Regions from separate parts of the Danio rerio genome. Here region 1 is linked to region 2. Evidence: chromatin contacts called from public HiChIP or PLAC-seq data. All regions are on one chromosome and are shown on one strand. Each heading gives the region's core, a stretch centred on a gene start, on an enhancer-like site or on the middle of the called end of the contact. The rest is flanking DNA. Distances are from core to core; before and after follow the strand shown.

Region 1 (5,503 bases), core at 2,211-4,710, 90 kb after region 2:
TGTTAATTTTACATCATTTTAATTCATTGGGTTTACTCAAAATATGTAGTCAACAAATCGCTTTAGAACTTATGGTTTTACTCACTTTTTAATTATGCATGTTGCTAATTTACATAATTTTAATGCAATGGGTTTACTCACTTTTTAAAAGTCAACTAACCGCTTTAAAATCAACAGATCTACTCACTTTTTAAATGATAAAAATAGTTTATTTGATTGCATTGGGTTAACTCGGTTGTTAATTATGCACATAATTAATCCACACAAAATATTTCTGAGTAAACCCATTGTATTAAACTTAAGTCAACTAATTGCTTTAAAAGAAATGTGTTTACTTTTTTTTAATAATGCACATGGTTCATTTACTTACATTTAATGCAATGTGTTTACTCACTTTTTAAAGTAGTCAACTAATAGATTTAAAATTATTGGGTTTACTCATGTTTTAATTATGCAAATAGTCATTTTACATCATTTTAATGCAATGTGTTTACTCACTTTTTTAAAGTAAAATCAACTAATCACTTAAAAAGTGCATAAACGTGTTGCTTTTAAAGCGATTAGTTGACTTTACTTTAAAAAGTGAGTAAATCCATTGATTTTTAATTATGCGCATAGTTAATTTACTTAATTTTAATGCAATTTATTTTAAAGTAAAGTCAGCTAATGCTTTTTTTTCCCCAGTGCACTATTGTTGTGTGCCGCTGTGAGTGTGAGAATGTGTGTGTGTGCGTGTGTTAAAGGGGCTCCATGAGTGTATTCTGTGGCTAAATGACGGCCTGCTGTTGACAGAGCCAAACGAACAGATCCTGATGTAACAGGATGGTCTCTGAGCTCGTGTTTGCTCTCCATACAAACATGATTGTAGACACTGCACAGGCAAATCCTCCGTATACGCAGACGCTCAGAACATAACAGCATGCGCTAACACACACACACTATGCTTTTAAGCAGATTTCACGATCATACTCAGGGTTTCAAATCAGGACGATGCTGAAGTAATCAAATTAAATGAACAACATGCCAAGAGAGGCACTGGAAATGCATGCATAATTACACAGACACAGCTTAAACTCGTCAAAGATGAGTCGCATTTAATTATGCGCACAGCAAAATCAATTATATTCACAGAATGCATATATTCATATTATTAAATAATATATTATTAATGTAGTAAAAATAAGATGATGAATATGGGTCACATACCTGACTCACTCCAGAACTGTCTGCTCCTTTCAAGCTTTTCCTCCTCATTTTCTTTACACTGGAATGAAACACAGAAACCAATGTAAAATTTACAGTAAACTGAAGCCATTATTACTGTCAAATAATGCTTATATGTGATAGGAAACATCTGATTCTGCTACCAATAGTTGTTTAACATATAGTCCAACTATTTAAACAGTAACACAGTTGACAATTACAGAGATGACAACACCTGTTCAAAGAAATATCCTGAAATTCACTGTGCTTTTGCATATTATTAATAAACATACATGGAACAGAAGTAAAGTACTCCTCTGAAATATTGCACAAGCTCAAACTAACTGACTGCATGAATGACTGAATGAATGAATGAAGGGAAAGGCTTGTCTTATCAAAGAAATCCCACACATTTTTGTCTGTCTTTGTGTTTTGCATTAGGGAGGAAAAATGATTAGTGTTAATTACAGACACACCTCAGCGCTGCGGCTGTGGGAGTTTACAGTGTGTGTGTGAACACCGTGTTCAGACTCATCAGGCACGCCAGCAACAGGTGGCATTAGAGAAACACACACACACACAATCACACCAGTGCATGCACAATCTCACATGTCCACACACACACACACACACAACCGTGCATGCATACACTCTCTCTATCTCTCTCTCTCACACACACACACACACACACTCTCAGTTTGTTTTCATCTTAGTAAGGACATCACACTGACATAGTTTCATGTTAGTATCTCTAATCAGGGGCAGATTCAACTAATAAGCAAGAAAGCTGAGGGGCTTCAATTAAATACCATGTGCTGGAACTCGGTGCTGGAGGGCCGGTGTCCTGCATAGTTTAGCTCCAACTTCCTTCAACACACCTGCCTGGGCGTTTAAGCTGCGGTCACACTGGACTTTTCTCCCCATAGACTTCCATTCATACGCACACAAATGCGTCAGACTGGAAACACAAGGTCATGCAGCAAGTTTCACAGTTTGCTTGGTGAACTCTGACCTGCGAAACGCACCACTTGACTGCGTGAGACCAACTGAGGATCAAAACATGACCTCTCTGGACAGAAATGTAAAACATGGAGCAATCGCTTGCTTATTTAAATGTCTAATCATCTTGTTTACTCCCGCCCCTTTTTAGCAGCGCCGCACGACAGAATCTCGCAACTAGTGCGATCGCAGCTTCAGCAGACCTAGTAAGAGCTTGATTAGCTGCTTCAGGTGTGTTTAATTGGGGTTGGAACTAAAATATGCAGGACACCGGCCCTCCAGGACAGAGTTTGGGCACCCCTAACCTAGACATATGAATTATACCTATAAATTACATATAGCAGCATTTTCTACCATATTTTGTTTGATGAGCGTCTAAAACAAAATAAAAGTTTAATGTTTATTACATCTGCGCAAACATATCCCCCTTAGTCAATCACAGAGAGGTCCAGCAGTCAAATTAGGTAAAGATTTAGTTTTAAAATGAAATAGTTTGAGGATTATTTTTAGTTGAGAATTAATTTTAAGAAAACAAATCAGTTAAAAAAAGTTTCACCAGATGCGTTACATTGTGTTATTATTAATTTGCATTGAGACAAAACATAGAAAAGGAGTGATTGAGTGATATAAGAAGAAAAAAAGAGCAAAATAAACCAATTAAAAATAAATTAAAGTACAAAAGGTGCATTTTAGAACTTTTGGCTGGAATTGCTTACGGCCCCCAAATCACTAAATCCGGCTCGTCTCTAACCCGAACCTCACTGAAACAACAGCACACATCACTCAAACCATCCTCAAGACTTTTAATGAGTGGTGTGCAGTGAAATGTCAGCACTACAGTGGCTCGTTTTGATTTCTCACTATACAGCAGAGGACAACTGAGCAAGTAGCTAACCCAGCACACACACACTCATACACACAACAGCACAATCAGTGCTTTAAACAAGTCCCTCCACCACGACTTTGTGTGTGATTAAAAGCAAAAAACAGACTGGTTTTCTTACTCGAGTGTGTGTGTGTGTGTGTCTGTGTGTGTTGATCCCGGTTGCTAACACGCGCGTGTTTGTGTGGATACAAAATACCAGCCCGCTGCCAGATTTTTTCTCCTCCCCAGTCCTCGATGACGTCACGCGGAGTGTTTTCTTTTTTTTCTCTCCGCGGTTGCCGAGCAACGAGAGGCGTGTCCGGGGTTTAAGAACTAGGCGAGGAAAGCCCTGCGCGCATCTGACGAATCACTCCAGTCCAGACACCGGAGCGCGCGGCCGCGGCAGCGAACGGGACACCGGGAATCCCCGAGTGTCGGAACCGAACATGCTGCTTTGATCAGCCGGATGGAACGCGTTCGATGCGCTATTAAAGAACTCTTTGATCTAGGATTTAAACTGCTTTTGCGTTCCTTCCACTCATGAGGTGCGTTCTGCACTTGGAGAGTTCCATTCCTAATTATTTGTATTATTTTTTTGGCTTTAATATGACATGTTTTCAGGAGCGCTCTCTCTCTCTCACTCTCTCTCTCTTAGGATTATCATTTTTATTATTATTATTATTTTATTTTTTTATTTATTTGTTAAATTTCAGGCAGCCTCCGACTGAGTTTGATAGCATGGCACTGAGCGGAACGATTTTGCCCTCCATCTCCACCTTCGCGAGCGGCACCGATGTGAAGCACAAGGCCGTGTTGGGACCCGGAGCTGCCGGTTCAGTGAGTATCTGCACAGGTGTTGCTGGTCATGATGATCGGTTAATTCTCACGGTTTCCACCGAGCGAGAGATTATGACAGAGTTGTTGCTCCGCGGCAGGGGCGTGAACCGATCCGGCGGCTCGAGCTGTTCTCCGCATGGGAAATATCTGACATGCACTGATTATTACAAAGTACAGCTTCTAGTTTAGTGTGGATCCTCCTTTAGCTGTGAGGTGTTTAAGTGAAGGAAAATATGATGAAAACAATACTAGTTTATTATGTTTTATTGTGTATTTATTTTTTGAATTAATATAAAAGTCTATACTGAATACTCATTATCATGTTATAGTATTTGCATTAATAAAAAGTCAATAGTATTTACTACAGGCGTGTTGTAATATGATATATTAGTTGTAGAAAACCACTTGTCAAATATCTGACATGCACTGATTATTACAAAGTACAGCGTTTAGTTTAGTGCGGATCCTCTTTTAGGGTGTGTTGTTAAACAAACAAAATGCTAAATCATAATAAAGAGTATCTGAGTAATTGACGAGCGCAGAGAGAAATATCTGATGAAAAAATACTTCATGTTACAGTATTTGCAGTAATATAATAAAGTCTACTGTTTTTTTACTTCAGTAATCTGTGGCGTGTTGTAGTGTGATATAGTAGATGTAGAAAACTAATGTAACATGCACTGATTACAAAGTTCAGAAGTAAAGTTGAGTTTATATTCACACATTCAGACGTTCTCTTTTATAATATTGAGCAAATAATTCTTTGCAAATGATCATATCAGCAGCCTGTGACTATCACAGTACAACACTGTTGACAGTCAATTAAATATAGTGCTGATGTTGTTTTGACCAAATGTGTGAATATAAAACCAACTTCACCTCAATATTCTCCTTTTGTTTGGGTCTGTAGTTATAAACCAACACAATACTCGCATGAAGGAGTCTCTGAGTAATTCATGAGCACTAAGGGGGAAATTATCTGTGATGAAAAATTACTAAACTGTCAGAAATGCAAGGGTATGCAAGCTGTCTCTGATGCGATACAAATGTGTACCTAAAAGGTCCATATTAATACCTTAAAGGTACATATAGTAGATAAAAAGTGCAAAAGTGTTCCTCTTAATTTTCTTGGTACTAATATATACACTTTTGAGGTACCATTAAGTACAAATGTGTATCTTTTGAAAAAGGTACCACTCCGCTGACAGCTTGCGTAGCTTTATTTCTGAGAGTGTAGTTCATTATGTTTTTTGCATTAATAATAACTTTAGTTTTTACTACAGTAATCTGTGTTGTGTTGTGTTGTGTTGTAGTATGATATATTGTATAGTTGTTGAAATCTACTTGGGAAATATGTCACATGCACTGATTACAAAGCGCAGCGTTTAGTGAAGTGTTAAAGTTATTAGGGTCTGTAGTTTTACACAAACAAAATGTTAAATAATAATAATAAAAAAGTGCATGTGAGTAATTGACGAGAGCATATCTGTTATGAATAAATACTAGTTTATTATGTTTATCATGTTATAGTATTTGCAATAATATAAAGTCGAATGGTTTTTAATCTGTGAGTTTTAGTGTGGTATATTAGCTGTAGAA
Region 2 (5,197 bases), core at 2,045-4,544:
CACGTATGACATTGAGAAGTTTATATTTTTGGATTTTATATTTATAAAATATATCATCTATACATCAATTAATAGCATAATAGCATTGCAGTTTACATAAATGTTGGAAAAACCATTGGAATTACAAATATGTACATGTTCAAATATGTAAGCTATAATTTAGATATGTTGATATATGGCCATTTATGAACACAATTATATTGAATATATGCAGTGTTTTGAAATATATGTTGCATATAGATTCATTTAATAAATGCACAAGTCATTTTGTACAGCGATTTTACAGATCAGTCAAAATCAGAAAAGTCAAGGTTATTATTTACCATAACTCTATTAGTTACTAATAACTCGGGCCAGACGGAATCTGCGGACAATTGTTGCTATTTCTGCGCAGAATTGTATTAAAAATCTGTGGAATTATTTTAGCAGTATCATAACTAAAACCCTAATATATGAAATAAAAAGTAAAACCTTTTAACTTCTATTTAGTTTACAATGCAAATCCAGTTTAAACAAAGCAAGCCTCTCATAATATCTCTACTAGAAGGCAGAAAATAAGACTTAAAGTATATTGTAAATAAAACAGATGAACATTTTCATATGTCAATAATATTACTGTAATTAATTTAAAAACTAATTAAATATAAATGTACACACATTTACACAGGTAAATAAACAGAATCAACGATGGGCTAAATAACCAGTACATCATAGATTTAACAATTAAAGCTTAAAATAAAGATCAGGGTTTTCACGATTCTGTAGATGTAAATAAAGGGTAATATGTTATTGTTATTATTATTTGCACAGTAACATGATGACATCAGAATATTGATCATTCTAAAGCTGAATTATTATGTTTGGGACATTGTCATTGACAACATTATTAGACCCTTTATTATCAGACATTTGTCATTATCAGATTTCCTCTTGCATTATGTTCAACACTATATACACTCTCAGAAATAAAGGTACCTTTTCAAAGTGTGCATATTTGTACCTGAAGAGTCCATAATGATACCTCAAAGGTACTTTTCAGGTACATTTGGGTACTAATATACACCTCTGAGGTGCCACTGTGGACTCTGGGTATAAATATGCACCTTTTGAAAAGGTTCTGCCCCCAAGGTACGACTCCTGTACCTTTATTTCTGAGAGTGTAGGCTAGAGGAGTTATACTGACACTGTTAAACAGTCACTATCAAGAAAAAATCGTAGAAGTGCTGGATTAAGATCGTCTTGGGGGTCGAATCGAGATGGCAATCTTTTTCAGATTATTCCTGCAGCTCTAGTATATAGGTGATGTGTGTGTACGTGTTCAATAATGTGTATTATCACAGGTCTTGTTAAAATATGCCCTTCCTCTGTGTTATGTGTATGTATTGGCCTGTATCAGATGTCTATATAGAGGATTGTTCCAGTCAGTAAATGCTCTGTACTGTGGTCTGACCTTCAGTGATGGCGATGCCGAGGCGCTGCTCTTCTCCCTCCAGCAGTGTCCTGTAGGTGGCGATCTCAGCGTCCAGCTTCAGCTTGATGTGCAGCAGCTCCTGATAGTCCGCCATGTATTTCCCCATCTCCATCCTGGTCTCGCAGAGCTGGTTCTCCAGCTGAGCAATGACTGCCTCCAGAGCGGACACCTTCTCCAGGTGAGCCGCCTCCATGTCCTCCAGCTGCGTCTCCAGCGCACCGTTACGCGCCCGCAGACCGTCGATCTGGTTCTGCAGCTCTGTCACCTGGAGTGGGGCAACCAGTCACATTAGGGTTTTTAGTGGTGCGACCGATCACATTAAGGTTTCAGTGGTGCAGCTGATCACTATATGTGTTTTTTAATTGGGTGATCCAGTCACATTAGTGGTGCAACTCATAACATTACGGTTTTTAAGTGGTGCAACCAATCACATGATTGTTTTTTGATGCAACATCTAATCACAATATGGTTTTTAGTGGTGCAACCCATCATATGATGTTTTAATGGTGCAACCAATAATATCACATTTTTAATGGTACAACTGATCACATTATAGATTTAGTGGTGCAACTAATCACATTATGTTTTTAGTGGCACAACCAATAATATTGCATTTTTAAATGGTGCAACTGATCAATTTTTTTTAGTTGTGGCAATAATCACATTACGATATTTTGTGGTGCAACCAACCATATTATGGTTTTTAATGGTGAACCAATCACATTGCAGATTTAGTGGTGCAACCAATCACATTATAGTTTTTAGTTGTGCAACCAATCCTATTGTGTTTTTATAATGGTGTAATTGATCACATTACAAATTTAAAGGTGCAGTTTTTAGTTTTGTTTGTTTGTGCCACCAATCACATTATGGATTTAGTGGTGCAACCGATCATATTATGGTTTGTAGTGGTGCAACTCATCACAAGGCGTTTTTAAAAATGTTTTAACCAATCATTTTATGGTTTTTATTGGTGCAACCGATCACATTACAAATTTAGTGGTGCTACTGATCACGTTTTAGTGGCGCAACCAATAATATTGCATTTTGGTGCAACCGACCATATTATTGTTTTTAATGGTGAACCAATCACAATACAGATTTAGAGGTGCAACCAATCACATTATAACCAATCCCTTTATAGTTATTAGTTTTGTAACCAATCACATTACGGACTTGGTGGTGCAACCAATCACATGGTTTTTATGTCGCAACCAATAATATTATGGATTTAGTGGTGCACCTGATCACATTAGTTTTTAGTGGTGCAATCAATCATACTATGGTTTTTGTGATGCAACCAATCCTATTGTGTTTTCAATTGCGTAACTGATCACATTATGGATTTAGTGTAACCAATCACATCAATGTGAATGAGCTGATGAAAGAGCGGACACCTCATGAGTTAAAAAGCGAGTTATTAATCTGTGGTTCAGGTTGCTCACCTGGTTGTGGAAGGTCAGGATCTCGTCCTTCTTGCTCTTCATCTGGTCTTCATGTTTGTTGGCCTGCTCCTTCAGCGTGTCGAACTTGCCCTTGTACCACTTCTCGGCCTCCTGGACATTACGAGCGGCAACGCTCTCGATCTCTGCACGCATGTTTCTCAGGTATGCAGCCAGATCGGGTCTGTCCGAGTCCAGCTCCACCGTCACCTTGGAGTCCTCGATCTGCTTCAGAAGGTCAGCCACCTCTTCATCATGCAGTTTCTTCAGGAACTCGATCTCCGCCACCAGCTGCTCGATCCGCTTCTCCAGATCGGCTTTCTGGAGCGTGGCGTTATCCACATCCTGACGAAACTCACGCAGAATCATCTCGGCCTCCTCTGTGGAGAACAATCATCCATCAGCGAGCGCACCAGCAAATACTGCTCATGTGTTCATGTGTACGGGTGAAGGTGAAATGATTAGCCTGTCACATTTCATTCATTCATTCTCCTCCAGCTTAGTCCCTTTATTCATCAGGGGTTGCCACAGTGGAATGAACTATTTTGGCATATGTTTTACACCGTGGATGCCTTTTCAGCCGCAACCCAGTACTAGGAAACACCCATACACACTCATTCACACAAACACCACGGCCAGTGTAGTTGATCAGTTCCCCTATAGCGCATGTGTTTGGACTGTGGGGGAAACCGGAGCACCCGGAGGAAACCCACGCCAACACGGGAAGAACATGCAAACTCCACACAGAAACGCCAACTGACCCAGCCGAGACTCAAACCAGCGACCTTCTTGCTGTGAGGCCACAGCGCGACACCACTGAGCCACCGTGACACCCCTATAAAATTTTAATTCTGTTTAAAATATTTCCCGGCGAGGCAGTGGTGCAGTAGGTAGTGCTGTCGCCTCACAGTAAAAAGGTCGCTGGGTCAAACCTCGGCTCAGTTGGTGTTTCTGTGTGGAGTTTGCATGTTCTCCCTGTGTTGGCGTGGGTTTCCTCCGGGTGCTCCGATTTCCCCCACAGTCCAAACACATGCTGTACAGGTGAATTGGGTAGGCTAAATTGCCCGTAGTGTATGAGTGTGTGTGTGTGTGTGTGTGTGGATGTTTCCCAGAGATGGGTTGCGGCTGGAAGGGCATCCGCTGCGTAAAAACTTGCTGGATAAGTTGGCGGTTCATTCCGCTGTGGTGACCCCGGATTAATAAAGGGACTAAGCCGACAAGAAAATGAATGAATGAATGAATGAATATTTCCCAATTGTTGCTAAGCAGAGAGATGTCTTTCAAAACATTTGTAGATGACAGTTTTAATAACTCGTTTATCTTGTGTTCGCCATAATGACAATGCATTACATTTTTCTTCCTAACATGCAAGTAAGCTTAACTGGGCAAGCTATTGGTTTCCCAGTACTGGGTTGCAGCTGGAAGGGCATCCACTGTGTACAACATATGCTGGAATAGTTAGTGGTTCATTCTGCTGTGGCGACCCCTGATGAATAAAGGCACTAAGCCGAAAAGAAACTGAATGTATGAATGAGGCAAGCTAGTGGATAACAGGAGCTTGTTCTGTAGCCAGGCCAGAGAAATCAAACGTGAGTGAACAATCCTGACCTTAACAAGGTTTTAAAAAACTAAAGCTGCTTTTATTCCAGCTTTATTTATTGTTTTTATTATTTTATTCCACAACGCAAATAAGCATAAAATCAAGTGTCAAAATGCAAATCTATTTAATCTCAGTTGATTACTAAACAAAAAGTCAACAAACACATCAGAGATGCAATTCTAAAGTTACGCGTTTACACTGGATTTTGTATCTCTACACTGCATGGACTACCTTGATGTCAAAACAACGTCTAATTGACATCTAACATTGGTGTCAAAATCTATTGAAGAACAGTCTGCTAATCAAGTTTGGCATATTTTTAACCGCAATGTTAGATGTCACTTTGATGTTGTTTTAATATCAAGGTAGTTTAAAGGCAAAAGCAGTGTAAACGTGAAACTTTATAATTGAAACTTTCAGGAGAATAAAACTCTATAAACTATATTAACACTTACATTAAACCCCACTTATATCAATCAAAGGTGAACAATAACAAGTAAAATCTCTTCTATTTTGTTTAGAAGAAGAAAAGAAAAGAATAAATCGTGAGATCATTCGAGGTTTTTGATTATCTGTACCTTTAAACCTGTGAAAACAAATGACTATTCACTTTAAACGTGCTGGATTTCCAACCCAAAGTTGGAGTAAACTATGAAGAAAACCAAGCCATGGGTTAAATGATGA

Evidence for each region. HiChIP or PLAC-seq counts read pairs in DNA pulled down with a chosen protein or histone mark.
Region 1: a contact with region 2 is called in an H3K4me3 HiChIP or PLAC-seq map of embryo, with 3 times the contacts expected there. The contact joins the promoter of klf4 here to the promoter of LOC572200 in region 2. A contact is called at or near these places in 1 of 18 Hi-C or Micro-C datasets (caudal fin) and 1 of 4 datasets of contacts at active chromatin or transcription factors (embryo).

The regions. Positions count from the first base shown.
Region 1 is chr21:544,375-549,877 of GRCz12tu, forward strand. It overlaps klf4 (Kruppel like factor 4), which reads left to right and starts at 3,461. Exons shown (of 5, transcript NM_001113483.1): 1 at 3,461-3,612; 2 at 3,781-3,904. The coding sequence starts at 3,608.
Region 2 is chr21:455,041-460,237 of GRCz12tu, forward strand. LOC572200 (vimentin) reads right to left here and starts at 3,295. Exons shown (of 3, transcript NM_001386269.1): 1 at 2,917-3,295; 2 at 1,451-1,736. The coding sequence starts at 3,282.